Linked DNA regions of Mus musculus: regions 2, 3, 4 and 5 are each linked to region 1. Evidence: chromatin contacts called from public Hi-C, capture Hi-C and promoter capture Hi-C data. All regions are on one chromosome and are shown on one strand. The core of a region is the stretch at or near the end of the contact, and the rest is flanking DNA. Distances in the headings are between cores, read along the strand shown.

Region 1 (2,813 bases), core at 304-2,803:
TTTATTTACTAAGTATACAGTGTTCTGCCTGTATGCATGCCTGCAGGCCAGAAGGGAACACCAGATCCCATTACAGATGGTTGGGAGCCACCATGTGGTTGCTGGGAGTTGAACTCAGGACCACTGAAGAGCAGTCAGTGCTCTTAACTGCTGCGCCATCTCTCCAGCCCCCTCTTTAGAATCTTTTGCCATCTCTTCTCCAAACACTGGGCAGCAGCCTTCCTTCCCATCGGAAAAAGAAAGACAAGGAAGCTGCTCTGCCTTCTCAACTCCCCATCAGAGAGCCAGGATTCCACTGATGAGAGGCTGTGGCTGTTCCTGGCCAGTATGTTCTGGCTGCAGCAGCTGCTGGGACCCCTCTGGGCTCCTCCCACACTCGATAGGACTTCTTAAATGGGGAAAGCGGCTGAGTGAACACCATGTGCCAGACCTGTGCTGGGTACACAGAGATGTCTGGAGCAAAGGGAAGTCTTTGAGGAGCACACCAACTCTCTACCCCCACACAGTAGGTGCTCAAGTGGTATGGCTCTGAACTGAAACTAAGAGAGCAAAGCTTGGTGTGGTGCACAGGGCTTCCTGTAGTCACCCTTCCCCCTCCCAAGCCTGAAGGGTGCATACTGAAGTCAGCTTGCAGTTGCCCACCGGCTCTCTTGCTCTGTAGCTATGAACACCTATTGTATGCTCAGGCTGGTGTTCAGCGGAACATTTCAAAGAGAAAATCGGGTTTGGGGGTTCAGAGCAGCACCCATACATATCAAGGCCTGACAAGAAGGAAGGGCAGGCGCCTGGGACATTTGCTAAAAGAAATGAGAAAGAGTTTTACAAATAGGGGAAGCGGTCAAAGCTTGGGACTCTTTAAAGTGTAGAGTGACAGGACCTCAAGGGCTGACGAGCAGACCAAGCAGACCAGGGTATCTTGTTTACCCTGTGGCATAGACTGGACAAGGACAGTTGTCCTACCAAGCTACTATACACAATGAATGCAGAATTTTGGGGACTGATCCAAGGACATTAGTATCTGGTAGTCCCAGGTACCCCAAGTTCTGAGCCAGTGGTCCAGCAGGCAAGGGGGATGGTCAGGGAATAGTATGGTGGAGAAGAAGTCCCCAGGCAGCATCCCCTAGTGACTGGCCTGCACAGGTCCTGAAGGCCTGTCCCTTCTAGGCAGCCTTCCTTTCCCTCTAAGAGAGCAAAGGTTGTTTATACCCAGGGCGGTGATGGCAGGAGCAGCTTACCTGCTTCCCGCCACCCGCCGCGGTGACAGGACAGGCTGCGGGAAGGAAGAGCCCGCACTCAACTGCGGACCTCAGAGAGACAGACCGACGGACACTCGGCAGGCGGGTCGGACAACCCGGGGGTCGTTGAGGCCCGGAAGCAGAGAGAGAGAGAGAGAGAGAGAGAGAGAGAGAGAGAGAGAGAGAGAGAGAGAGAGAGAGAGACTCCAAACTTGAGAGAGAGAGAGACTCCAAACTTGGAGAAAGGAGTGACCTGGGGGCCGGGGGCGGAGTCGTGAGCGGGGGAGGAGAGCGCCCGCGCCAGCGCCAGCACCAGCCAGAGGAGCGCGCCGGCCCAGGAAGCCAGAGCGCCGCCCACCCATCCGGGGCGAAGCGCGCGGGGAAGCAGGCTGGGCCGGGGGCTGCCAGCCTCAACCCCCAAGGTGACTCCTCGGCCCCCTGCCCGGACCCAAGATGATGAAGAGGCAGTTGCACCGCATGCGGCAGCTGGCCCACACGGGCAGCTCGGGACGGTGAGTGTCACCCGCTTCTAGCCGTGCTATCGTTTCGCAGGACCTGAGCGAGCGCAGGAGAGTGGGGAACTGGTCACAGAGGTCGAAGATATCTAGGCAGCGGCCCTCTGGCATGCCAGAGCCCTGACCTCGTTTCCTGGGGTCTGAAGTCACTGTGGTCGCACAAGCATAGCTGGCTTTTGCGGGCGGTGGAGGGGGAGCGGGGGAAGGCACCTCCATTCCCGGTTGGAGAGGCTGCTGCAGAGAGCAGAATGCGTCCTGAGCCAAGACGCTGCCTGGAACCTCATTTGTCCCCTCCGGACAATGGGAACAGTTAGCCACCTCTAACTGGAGGGAAGGGGAGGAACGGAGCCGATCGGGGGCCCCAGACCCTGGGGGAAGGGACTGGCAGTGTTCTGGCCTGGGGAGGAGGGGCCTGCTCTGCTCTGGGTGTCCGTCCCCTCCCCCAACCCAGGGGCCTCCTGCCATTTGGTCCTGCTTCTGCTTTTCGTAGGCTCAGGTAGAGACACCCCTTGGTCTCCTCGGTTCCCAGCCCCAAAACTATGGGAGCGGAAGTTTGGGGAGTTTCTCGGAGCCTTTCTTTCTGTCCCTCTTCCCCAGCCTGGGAGTTCCCCATTCTTTGGGCCCAGAGAGGTGACCGTGTATCCAGAAACTTGATCCAGACCTTGCAGTGACACAAACACTTATATGTACCTACGAAGCCAAGCCACTCTGCCCTGAACCCATGTCCCTATGTATCCTTGGGCAGAGTCCCCAGACCTGCCCACAGCTGCAGTCCAATGTCGTATGCCTGTGGGCCTGGCCACCCCGGAGACCAGCTTCCACACTTCCCGTTCTGGGGGCCAGCTTAGGCCTCCTCTTTCCGGGCCAGGCAAACTATTTAGGGGGATGGGGAGATGAGAAACTTTTCCTCTGTCCCGAAGTTGGGCCCTGGGTAGCTCCCTCCTGCTTTTTTCGGTGTCATGGGTCCACCCTCTCCCAGGACACAGCCCTGGGTGGAGGAGGAAGCAGGCATGCATCCTCTTAACTACCATGGAATGTGCTCCAGCTACGATGTGGACGGGCC
Region 2 (2,700 bases), core at 58-2,557, 2.5 Mb after region 1:
CTTGCAATCACCTGGCCAGAAAACAACCTCTCAGAAAGGCTGATTTACCAGAAGATATGCAAAAAGCTTGGAATAATTATCTTTAAAGAAGTAAAGTGCTTATACAGTCCCTGAGTCCTTCACTCCACACAGTTGCTTTCAGACCTTCATGGCTCAGCCTGCTTGTTTTTTCTAAGTTCTAATTGAAAAATATATAAAACTTTACTTTTCCCCATCTCTTTTTTTTTTATATTAACCAAAGACCCTAAACATGCACTTTCTCTGAAGACCGACCCTCCCCCATTTCTACAAGTGCTGGTGAGCTTCCATTGCTGACCCTAATTCAGAAAGCATGACTTAACATCCTCCCTCCCCTTGGCAGCTGTAGAGATTTAGTTTGTTTGTACTGTTGCGTTTTTCACCCTCAAATTCTAATGGTGCCTAAGCTTTCTTCTAATTCTGTCTTTAAAATCTTTTATCAACGAGACTAAAACAACAAAAAGGAGAAACCAATTCCCCAGTAATACTGTTTCCCAGCAGCTGGCACAACAATCATAGTACGCAGGCGAAATACTCTCCAGTTAGTCCTGCAAGCACACTGGTCTTTGAAGGAAAAAAAAAAATTCCTAAAGTAGCTGAAGTGACAGCGCTACAACTAACGTGGGTATAAATAATTCCCAACAAAATTCCATGCAATTAAAATCGTTGTAAGGCCAAGTACAGATAACTGAAGTTATAGAATAAATAAGTTACCACTATTAATATTTTAAACGACACATGGGTCAATGCGACTTAAACAAGACGCCAGGTTCAAGAAAAACAATCCCTTAGTAAAAGCTTTGTCTTCGTTCGCGCATTATTTCCACTGCTCAAATATTCACAACCCAAACACACCCCCATAAAGACTTAACTGCGGGGGGTGGGGGGGAACCAACTCTAACCTCTGCTTTTCCACCCCTAAGTTGCCCAACGCTCCAGATCCCTCCGAGAACCTCTCGAAGCCACTAAGAGCCACGAAGGGGCCTAGAACCGCTCCCCTCCTCCCTACGCCAGCTCGGGGCCCACTCCCCAACCCCCAACTTTCCGTCCCCAACGGTCCACGGGGCCCAGGGCTCTCACCTCTCCACCCACTCCCTCAGGAAGCGCATTTCCTCGGTGTGCAGGACGCTCGGGTCCTGCCTACACATCTTCACGAAGGCCCGAAGCTCGCTCACTTTGCGGGGATCCATGGTGGGAGGCTGGAAGCTGAAGGCGGTGGGCGGCTGCGGAGGCACGATGCCAGGCCCGGGAGCGGCTCAACGTGACCAAGTGGAAGGGGGCGGCTGCCGCGAGGCAGAACAGACTAGAACCTCCCCGGCCGCTGGCTCCTCCCCCCCAACGGCCTCGTGACCCCGGGCCTTCGCTCGCTCATTCCCACTCCTACCTCTGGACCTGTGCTCCGCCTAGAACCTTCTAGAAGTGTAGCTGCCCGTGACAATGCCTGCTTCGATCGGCGAACAGTCTCACTCGGATTCTTTCCTCTGACCTAATTCCCCGGGATGGATGAAGGACCTTGTGTCTGTGCGCTTTCAAGCGGGACATAGGGAGACATTTGGAATAAGATATTTCTTCTGTGAAGATGGGCATTAAGCAGAACGAGACGCCGCATGGAGGAGGGGGGAAAATAAATAAATGCCCGTGGGGCCGGCGCGCCCAAAACCTAGCCGAGTGACGTCACTGCTCTGCGCCGCCCCGGGAAGAAAGCCCGCGAGCCGCGCCTGCCGGAAGGGGCCGAGCAGTTGACTGGTTTCCTGGCGACGCGGCTGTGCTAGTGGCTTTCCCCAGAGTTTGTACTTTTCCTGACCAGTGGTTACAGGCCATGCCGTCTCTGCTCTCAACCCCCAAGCTGGCTCCCGTTCTAGCAAGGCTCCGCGGCCTCTCAGGTTAGAGTCTTTCCTGCCGGCGTCCCCTTCAGGTTCTTCCTTTGGAGAAAGCCTAAAGCAGCCCAAAGAGCTACAAGTTGATGATCCGTGGTTCTTCACCAATCGGCACCTGATCCCCCCTCACCACCCACGGATTTTTCTTTTGATCGATTGCTCTGGGAAAGAGTGGGCTTTAGGTTCTGTTATTCTGGGAAAGCTGGAGTGACTGAAGAGGAGGGAACTCCAAGGGATTGTCTTCAAAGTTACTCGAATTCTAAATTGGTAGCTTTTATCATCACACTTGACTAAATTGTTTAATGTCAAGTAGCGTGTGTGTGTGTGTTAGGTCAGGGTAAATCTTTCGCCTTTTCATAGGTTTCATCGGAGAGCTAGCTCAAAAGATAGAGCCGGGCTGTGGTGGCGCACGCCTTTAATCCCAGCACTTGGGAGGCAGAGGCAGGCGGATTTCTGAGTTCGAGGCCAGCCTGATCCAAATACAGAGTGAGTTCCAGGACAGCCAGGACTATACAGAGAAACCCTGTCTCGAAAAGAGAGAGAGAGAGAGAGAGAGAGAGAGAAAGAGAGAGAAGAAACACGTCTAGAAACAAATGCTTTGTGCAATTCAGTTTGTAAAGAACTAAGCGAGGGACGTGCCTAAGTCTTACATAAACAGTCAAGGTGATAGAGCACGGAGAATGTGAACCCTCCGTGTACAATATGGTGAGCAATTAACCTAACATAAAATTTTATACTGGAGAGTGAGTCACCTACTTTGTAAGGAGACCTAATGTTGGATTATACTTCAGACGAGGTGTGCAAA
Region 3 (2,700 bases), core at 63-2,562, 2.2 Mb before region 1:
ATTTCCCACTGAACCAGAGGTCTGCTCTCTTTTACCTGGAAGAGGACATGTTAGACCCACACAGACCAGGACTCTGAGACTGACTGGCATGCTGGGTCTTCAAGTGGGAAGGCAGGACAAAGTTCCTGGATACTGGCAACCTTGGAAGCCAGCTTGGTATGGGTGAGGTGGCCCCGAATAGAAATACTGGCTAGGCTGGGGCAGGAGAAAGTACCCTGACAGTAAAGTTTGTTGCGGATTGCTTCCTCCAGATCAGAACTGAGAAGGGATGAGAGGCCCTCCTTTCTTCCAGGTCTTCAGAAGGACACAGGACTGACTCCCCAGGGCACAAAAGAAGATTTACTTAGTTGTTCAGATATGGAAGGACACTTTTGGGGGTGTGGCTGCCAGAATTGGAGCCCTGTCTCCAGGAAAGAAGTTTCTTCACCCAGGGGTCTAGAAGTGAGGGACAGTATTGATGAGCAGTAGAAAAGGGTGGGTACCTGTTCACAGATCTCTACATGGTCAGCTGAAAAGAATGTGGAATCTATCAAGGAGGCACCCTGGAGGAACCAGAAGGTGAAGAGATCTACGGAGGAGAATGGAAATTCAGACTGGGGAGTAAAGGGTACCATCGAACACAGAAAATGAGATTCAGAGCAAGAAAGGATAAGGAGCCTCGAGAGACAGGAGCGGGGTTTCGTAGACCTGGAAGGTGGATGTTTGGATAGGAAGGATTCCCGGCCACCGGCCACAGGCCTCCAGGCAACGCGGCGCCGGGCCGGGCCGGCGGCCCTACCTGGTACACGGAAGCCTTGGGCAGGTCCAGGCACACGGTGCAGCACAGCACCGAGTAGAGACGCTCCTCCAGCTTTCCACTGCCCGCTGCCACTGCCGCCGCCGCCGCCTCGGCTGCCTCGGCCGCCCGCAGCCGCTTCTTGGGCGGCGCGTCGGGGTCGCCGGCCGCCTCTTGCAGCTGCCGAGCGCCGGCCAGGGCCGCCTCGTCCGGGATCCCGGGCCCCGCCGCCTCGCCCAGAGCCGCCGCAGCCGGCCCCGCGGCAGCCCCAGGCCCGGCCCCTACCCCGACCCCGGCCGGCACGGCACCCGCGGGCCCTGCAGCCGGGCCACCCCCGCCGGCCTCCTCGGCGCCGGACATCACGGCCGGCCGGCCCGGCGGGCGGGTGCCGGCGCGCTCGCCGGCTGGAAGTTAGGGTCGCCGCGCGCCCTTGCCGGCTTCTCACTGCCGCGGCGACCCCGCAGCCTGCCCACCGTGCAGCTGCCTCAGTGGGCCTGGCCCGCCCGTCGGCCCGCAGCCGCCCCGGCCACCAACCCCGGCGCGGCCGCCATCTTTGTTTTCGCTGCGGACCCCCCCCCCACGCCACCGCCCCCTCGCCCTCCTGATCACGTGGGCCTCGCGCAAGCCAATGGAAGCGCCGCGAGGGCCAAGACGACGCGGCGGCCACCTCCAATGGACGAGCGAGGACGCCAGAGAGCCCACCCACCCTCGAAGGTGAACAGAAGGGGGTGGGGTCCAGGAGGGGATCCGGAGAAGGGCGGGGGGTGGGGGGATTTGGGGAGTCCGCCCTTGGAGAGGTACCATCAGCTTCGGGGTCTGGAGAGGCCCCCAGACTTCAGACTCCTCGAGAGTGCAAAGCGCCCCTAAGCCTCCCATGTCGCGCTCGCGCGCGGGGGGTGGGGGGGGATGCCTGTGCCAATGTGTACAGAAATTCGGGCTTGTGTGTGCAAGGCTCTGGCCTAGCTGACCGGAGTATTAGAGCAGGATCTTGAAAAACGCACCTACCACCACTCTTGCGCGACGGTATAAAGGTCAACAAGATGCAAGTACAGGAACAGCGAAGGATTATTGGGTTCACTCCCTAACCCACCTCTTTCGTCCCAACCTCAGAGTTGGAGAAAGAAAGAGTTGGAGTAGAAGAAAGAAAGAGTTGGAATAGAAGAAAGAGGGGGTTTTAAGTTATAAGGTATGTCTTGCACAGACAAGAGGGTGTCAAACAGGTAGTAATCAAGTCAGTCCAGAGAGATGTGCAATTTCTGGGAATCGCTGAGGGTATAGCACTCTTCTGCCCTTTATGAAAACAGCCATCAGTTTGTGAAGGTCATTGCCCCAGAGGGCCACCTGCCAGGTCCACCAAGGATATATGCAAATTTACTGTGTCCCAGGAAACCAAGGCCCAAAACTCTCTTCTCACGGGAAGTTGGTTTTTTTTTTTCTCTTTTCTTTTTTAAAAATGTTTTTCTTTCTTCTTTTTCTTTTCTTTCTTTCTTTTTTTGATACAGGGTCTCACTATATGTTGCACTGGCCATTCTGGAACTCACTATGTAGGCCAGCCTGGCCACCCACAACTCACAGAGATCTGCTTGTCTCTGCCTCCCAACTGGAATTAAAGACCTGCACCACCATGCCTGGCACTCTGGGGGTTCTCTTGGCAAGTCTACCAGGATGCCAAAGTGAATAATACCTTCTGCTACTTACAGCCCATCCCCCACTCCTTTACTCAGGGAAATCACCTTACAGGCCTTAGGAAGCTAGCTCAAGAATAAACAAATTCCATACTCCTGTATATTCCTTACGTTTATTGGAAATCAGGTCTCTGACTCACAACCATGTTCCTCCCAGGCCCCAAGTGTCCTGAAGACCTGTTGTTAGCATTCTGGTTTAGGTAAACTTCCACACATGCATGACTAGAGAAGGGATAGCAC
Region 4 (2,770 bases), core at 61-2,560, 2.2 Mb before region 1:
TCTAACCAACCAGGGTCTAGGGAAGTCAACCTCCGGCTGAGGGATGATCGGAGCTGCTGGAGCTGGCCCAGCCTCGGCCGGGGCTCAGGAACCCGAGGAAGTGCATCGTCAGCTTCGTCTGGACAGGGGGATTCAGTCTTTGAGCCTGGTGGCCTTGGGGCAGGAACTGTGGACAAGGATCTCTTCTGAAGCTGGAGTTTTCTGCTCTGGGTTGGTCCAGTCTAGAAAGACAGAACAGCAAATCGGAATTCAGGACCTGGGTTACTGCAGAAGTTTGGGACAGACAATAAGAGTGGAGATGCCTGAGCACCGTTAGGAACCTAGTCCCAGTTATTACAGGAGCGTACGTGCGTGCTATAAGGAAGGGTGGACATAGAAGGACCCTGGCAAACCACCCAAGGGCCAAAGGCAGTTCTGGGTTCACCTCCACGTCTTACCTGTGTTGTGTTTTTCAGATTGGCTTTGAGCCTCTTCCCATAGTCTTGTACAGAACTCAGTAGGCTCTGTTTTGGCATAGACTGCGTATTCTGCGTTGCAGCTCGACTCAGGTGGGGACCCCAGCAGCTTGGCTCCTGTGCCTGCAGTAGATAGTAGCAACCTAGACCAGTTTAAAAGATGGCATGGGCACAGAAGTGCCTCTAAAGCTTCCCCTAACCCCCATGGGAGGACCTGGCCACCCAACTTCTGTGCTCCATGGAGGCACGGCTGCAAAATGCTCTCGGTTCCTGCCATTTGGACCACAGACCGCTGAGAGTGGGATTCACTGATACCTCCTCAGCTGCCTCGGCAAGTGATTGCTCTAGGACACGATGTCTGTCGTCAGCCTGACGCACCGCCTGCTTTAGGTTACGGTACTCACGGTAGAGCGCTGGGAAGGCAGAAGTCGGCGGTCAGGGGCATACCCACTAACATTCGCCCTGTCCCTGGTCCACCAGCCCAGTGCTCACCGCGGGTCTCTTCAGGTGCCGCCTCCACATCCCCCTAGGAGAGAAGCTTGTCAGCAACAGGCTGCGCCAGGATCCCCCACTTGCCGCCCCTGTCCGGACCCTAACTCCACCTCACCTTCGCTGGCCGTCGCCCGTGCAGCCGTGCAAAAGCGCGTTCCCACTCCTGTAGCCGCGCGCGAACGGTCGCGAGCCGCTCCATGGCAGCCCGAACGTGAGTTTAGGGGAAATCTCCCGCCGCCACCGTAAAGTCCTGTCCTTAGCCAATGAGAGCGGCCGCCGGGCGGTGCTGCAGATGCTCTGAGCCCCCCGGGGAGGGGGCGGGCCTATGAGTTGTTGCGTCATCACAGCGCGCCCCGGCGCTGCGCGGAGCTGGGCGAGGCTTGCTGGGCGAGGAAGGGTTGCAGGCCTTGGTAGTCGGGGAGGCGGATGAGCGGGGGCCGCGGGGCTGGGATTCGAGTCGAGCTGAGAGTCAAGCAGCCGTTAGTGGTCAGGGCACTTGGACGGCAGGTTCGACGGGGACTGGCGCTTGAAGACCACGGCTGAGGCGGATTCTCGGGAGGTGCCGCCGGCGCGCGGGGATGGGCCGCAAGCGAAGGGAGACCTAGGGGCGGGCGAGGCCGGTCTCGGCCTGTGGCTCCAGGCTCGCCCGGGTCAGTTGATGTTCCGGGCTTTTTGTTTTCTCCAAGGATCCGAGCGTGCGCGTCTGTATGCCGCAGAGACCGCTGTGTCCTGTGTGCAGTAGCATCACCCAGAAGCAATCCTTGCTTGGAGGCCAGGCGGGCTGCCACCGGTTCCTCTTATGACAGGTGTTTGGTTGGCTTGTCCTGTCAGTTAGGCAGTCCTATTATCTTAAGCTAGAGCCAGATCAAGGACAGTCACGCGGGGTTCCCCAGGGACGCGTGCCTTAAGGACTCGTAGGAGATGTTAGAAGCAAGCAAACCCTGGGCTTCATCAGTCTTTCTGGTCCCCAGTCTTGTCCCTTGCTGCGGCTTTGCGTAAGGCCTAGGCCCTGGTTTTCCATTCTGTTGTGGGCTGAGGACTGTAGCATAGTTCTGAGGGTAAGGTGTTTTGCCCACAGGAAGTCTACTGACCCAGGATAGCAAGAATCATTCAGGCTCAGGATCTTTTGTATGTGGCTTCTCAGCTGGAACGCTTTAGCAGTTTTGGCTTGGATCGTTATGAATCTCGTGAATTTAAGACATGGTTTCTCAGTGAAGAGGAGGTACCCGAATAGGAGACAAGGACCACAGAGGGTGAGAGTTGCTCTTCCTCAGGGATTTCTCTGCCTAGTTATACCCTAGAAATCCGCTATCTCTGGAGTTCAAACTCAGGGCCTTGGTCTCAGATGCTGCACACCATCTGTTCACAGGATCCTTTAAAAAACAAAAACAAAAAAAAAACCCCAGAGCCTGGCACTCACTAAGCTGTGTTAGACTTCTTTAACTCCAAAGGCACATCTACGTGGAGGGTCAGGATGTTAGGCTACTGGCTCTGGAGGAATCCTCTGTTGTCAGTCTGGTGGGAAGAGAGGTCTGGGATTTACTTCACTTTAGAAAATATTTACTTTCCCTAGTCGTAGGAAAATACACCATGTGCATGTGAAAGCTTCAGGTCAAAAGGGGGCACCTGCATCAGTTCCATGTGGCTGTGACATACCATGTTGGTTCTGGAAACCAGGCTGGGGTCTTTTGCAAGATCGGTAAATGCTCATAACTGCTGAACCATTTCTCCACCCCACCCTCCCACCCCCATTTTACAAGCAAACATGCAAATCTACTAGAACTCAATAGTGGGCTAGCCAGCCAGTAAGGTTCAGGGAGTCT
Region 5 (2,700 bases), core at 85-2,584, 2.4 Mb before region 1:
CAAGCTGACCTCGAACTAACGGAGGTCATCTGTCTCTGTCTTCTGAGTGCTGGGATTAAAGATGGGTGCCAATGCCGCTGGCTAGTTCTTGTCTACCTGAGTGGCCTTCGCTGCCAATCATCACAGTGATCACCTGAGTTTCCATAGATGTCACACTGACATTCTCTTATTATTGACATCTCTAAAACTACGCTACTTGTCATACTAACAAGTAAAAGTACTGCACGCAGTTAGGGCATAAACAACTGACTATTAAAGGCTTACTGCCTAGAACTACACAGAGGGAAAAGCTTAGGGGCGTTTCATAAAACAAAGGGACAACTTACGTAGTGGTTCTCAACCAGTGGGTCACAATCCCTCTGGGGCGAGCAACCCTTTCATAGACTATCCTGCATATCAAATAATTACGATTCATAACAGTAGCAAAATTACAGTTATGTTTTCTTTTTGGTTTTTTCGAGACAGGGTTTCTCTGTGTAGCCCTGGCTGTCCTGGCACTCACTTTGTAGACCAGACTGGCCTCGAACTCAGAAATCCACCTGCCTCTGCCTCCCAAGTGCTGGGATTAAAGGCGTGTGCCACCACCACCCGGCAAAATTACAGTTATGAAGTAGCAGCGAAAATGATTTTGTAGTTGGGAAATCACCGCAACACGAGGAACCGTATTAAAAGGGCCACAGCATTAGGAAAGTTGAGAACTTTGAGGATCCAATTCAGTGGAGTCAGCTGTGCATGCCTTCTACCACCTACATTTGATGAATGTAGCAAGCCTACTGAGCTTAGCAACATGGACTAGCAATGGTTCCATGACAACCAGTTCTGGATGCCCTGGGTTCCAATCAGACTTCCATAATCTCAAGTCCTCTTTTGATTCACAACACACCTGACATGCTGGCTTGGTAGCACAGCACGAGCGCAATTACAACCTTTCCCAGGACAGGAAGCACAGATGGAAGGTCCAGAGACTATGGTGAGGGGACTCTTAAAGGTCTCTCCCTTAACACGGTTCAAGCCACAGAACTATCCCCCGGGTTCCAGCGCCCCTCGGCGCAAGTAATGTTCTGCTGAGAGTTCCAAAATAACAGCCCAGACTGGACGATCAGGCTCTAGGCGACCCACACGACACTACACGCTGCGCCACGGCCCGGCCTCCCTGGTCTTGCCAAGTGCCTGCATGGTTCCCAGAGGGATGCTGTCCGCTACTTGGAAGTTACCTCTTGTATCTGCAGCTCCTGATCAGGTTCCAAACGTCGTTTCCCCGGCAGCGATGCCGGTGACATGTGGGGCTTACCACACGCCCCCGCCATGCTGCGCCGCGCCGGCTACCGATCTACTGCCGCTTCCGGCAGCGGGAGCGCCTCGTGTGCCCCCAGCCAGGCTCCGCCCTACCAGGCTCTGATTGGTGAGCAGCCCGGGTGAAGCCATCTTGCGCAGGCGTAGGGTGCGGCGCAAGGGCTGGGCCGGCAAAGTAGGCAGGGGAGATCACGGCGCCTGCGCACAGAGGCTACAGGTCTGGCCCTAGCGAGAGCGCGCCGGTCGCAAGATGGCTGCGGCCATGCGAGGCCTTGCTGTGTGTGCGCAGCGGGCGGCGGAGCGGCCCGGACGGCAGGGGCAGCGACGACACTAGCTCAGCCTTCAGCCACTCTTCTAAAAGGCCACCCCAGCCTCTGCCTGCTTTCGTCCGAGATGGATCTGGCCGTGGGCCCCGGTGCAGCGGGGCCCAGCAACGTCCCGGCCTTCCTAACCAAGCTGTGGACCCTCGTGAGCGACCCGGACACAGACGCGCTCATCTGCTGGAGCCCGGTAGGAGCTGGCATGGGCCGGAGCGGCCTTCGAGGGAGGGTCCTGTGGCGGGAGGGGACCTGCTTCGGAGAAAGCGGCCTGCGAGTTAGTCGGGCTCGCCCGGGTTCAGCCATCCTGGCATCCTAGAGGGAGGACGCCGCTGTCTGGGGAGGAAGTGCGCCCCGCCCCCAGAGCCACTCACGGAGAGTAGGCCGAGACCCCAAATCATCCTACATTTCACCCGGACAATAAGGACGGGGCTTCCAGTACAGGGTCTTTGCTCACAGAGAAATAGTTCCCAGAGTCCGTCTGCGTTTCTGCTTTTTAGGCAATCATTCAGAATAAGTGGAAGGCCTAAGGAATGCATGAGAGAAGAGCGAGAATAGGAGGATGTGGAGCCTAAGCTCAGCCCCGATAGTCTCCAGACGCCAGAGCAGTTTTGCCCGGCCCTCCAAGGGCCGTGTCGAACCCTGTTCTGTTGCCTGGCAGCGGACTGTGTACACCGCACACCCTGCTGGCCCTGCATCTCTGGCTGGCTTGCAGAGGTCGTTCCGTGTTTGTGTTAAGTTGGAAAGTAGAATCTGCTGTTCACATGTGGATTCTGAGGGCCAGAGCGCGCAGAGCTAGCCGATGGTGGTGGCCTGAAGACAGGCCACCCTGATTCAATGGGAACCTTTGGAGGGATGGAGGCGGCTAGGTGCCACCACCTTGACCTTCTGCAAGCCAAATCTGGCGGGTCTCTCGGTCTCTGCGGAGCACTGCCCCCTCGCACAAGTTTCTTAAGCTGGCAAGAATGGAGAAAAGGCCTGGGTGGCAGATGGAGGCCAAGGCTTCTGGCTCTCAGTTGCCTGTTTGTTTAAACTCTGCTCTGCCTAAAGGGTGTTTTGGGAATAAAGAGAAGACTAGAAAGCACGGAAC

What was found. Promoter capture Hi-C pulls out the DNA fragments that hold promoters and counts their contacts. A called contact is a pair of places that touch in the nucleus more often than the background predicts. Capture Hi-C pulls out chosen DNA fragments and counts their contacts.
Region 2: a contact with region 1 is called in a promoter capture Hi-C map of pre-B cells, with 4 times the contacts expected there. The contact joins the promoter of St13 here to the promoter of Sh3bp1 in region 1. A contact is called at or near these places in 2 of 39 promoter capture datasets (neutrophils and pre-B cells).
Region 3: a Hi-C map of B cells shows a contact between it and region 1, with 5 read pairs. The contact joins the promoter of Cyhr1 here to the promoter of Sh3bp1 in region 1. A contact is called at or near these places in 1 of 39 promoter capture datasets (hippocampal neurons), 1 of 484 Hi-C or Micro-C datasets (B cells), 2 of 115 datasets of contacts at active chromatin or transcription factors (embryonic stem cells and fetal liver) and 1 of 9 other capture datasets (adipose tissue).
Region 4: a contact with region 1 is called in a promoter capture Hi-C map of hippocampal neurons, with 6 times the contacts expected there. The contact joins the promoter of Lrrc14 here to the promoter of Sh3bp1 in region 1. A contact is called at or near these places in 1 of 39 promoter capture datasets (hippocampal neurons), 4 of 115 datasets of contacts at active chromatin or transcription factors (embryonic forebrain, embryonic hindbrain, embryonic stem cells and 1 more) and 2 of 9 other capture datasets (adipose tissue and liver).
Region 5: a capture Hi-C map of embryonic stem cells shows a contact between it and region 1, with 4 times the contacts expected there. The contact joins the promoter of Bop1 here to the promoter of Sh3bp1 in region 1. A contact is called at or near these places in 2 of 39 promoter capture datasets (hippocampal neurons and liver), 2 of 115 datasets of contacts at active chromatin or transcription factors (large pre-B cells and pro-B cells) and 2 of 9 other capture datasets (adipose tissue and embryonic stem cells).

What each region holds. Positions count from the first base shown.
Region 1 is chr15:78,898,215-78,901,027 of GRCm38.p6, forward strand. It overlaps Sh3bp1 (SH3-domain binding protein 1), which reads left to right and starts at 1,554. Exons shown (of 18, transcript NM_001316684.1): 1 at 1,554-1,747. The coding sequence starts at 1,689.
Region 2 is chr15:81,398,387-81,401,086 of GRCm38.p6, forward strand. St13 (suppression of tumorigenicity 13) reads right to left here and starts at 1,308. Exons shown (of 12, transcript NM_133726.2): 1 at 1,099-1,308. The coding sequence starts at 1,208. It overlaps Xpnpep3 (X-prolyl aminopeptidase 3, mitochondrial), which reads left to right and starts at 1,752. Exons shown (of 10, transcript NM_001347075.1): 1 at 1,752-1,901. The coding sequence starts at 1,838.
Region 3 is chr15:76,655,582-76,658,281 of GRCm38.p6, forward strand. Cyhr1 (cysteine and histidine rich 1) reads right to left here and starts at 1,313. Exons shown (of 4, transcript NM_001357882.1): 1 at 779-1,313. The coding sequence starts at 1,135.
Region 4 is chr15:76,709,331-76,712,100 of GRCm38.p6, forward strand. Lrrc14 (leucine rich repeat containing 14) reads left to right here and starts at 1,311. Exons shown (of 4, transcript NM_001358891.1): 1 at 1,311-1,597. Recql4 (RecQ protein-like 4) reads right to left here and starts at 1,229. Exons shown (of 22, transcript NM_058214.3): 1 at 1,063-1,229; 2 at 948-981; 3 at 771-868; 4 at 438-578; 5 at 1-221. The coding sequence starts at 1,146.
Region 5 is chr15:76,475,915-76,478,614 of GRCm38.p6, forward strand. Bop1 (block of proliferation 1) reads right to left here and starts at 1,335. Exons shown (of 16, transcript NM_013481.2): 1 at 1,215-1,335. The coding sequence starts at 1,307. Hsf1 (heat shock factor 1) reads left to right here and starts at 1,448. Exons shown (of 13, transcript NM_001331154.1): 1 at 1,448-1,803. The coding sequence starts at 1,687.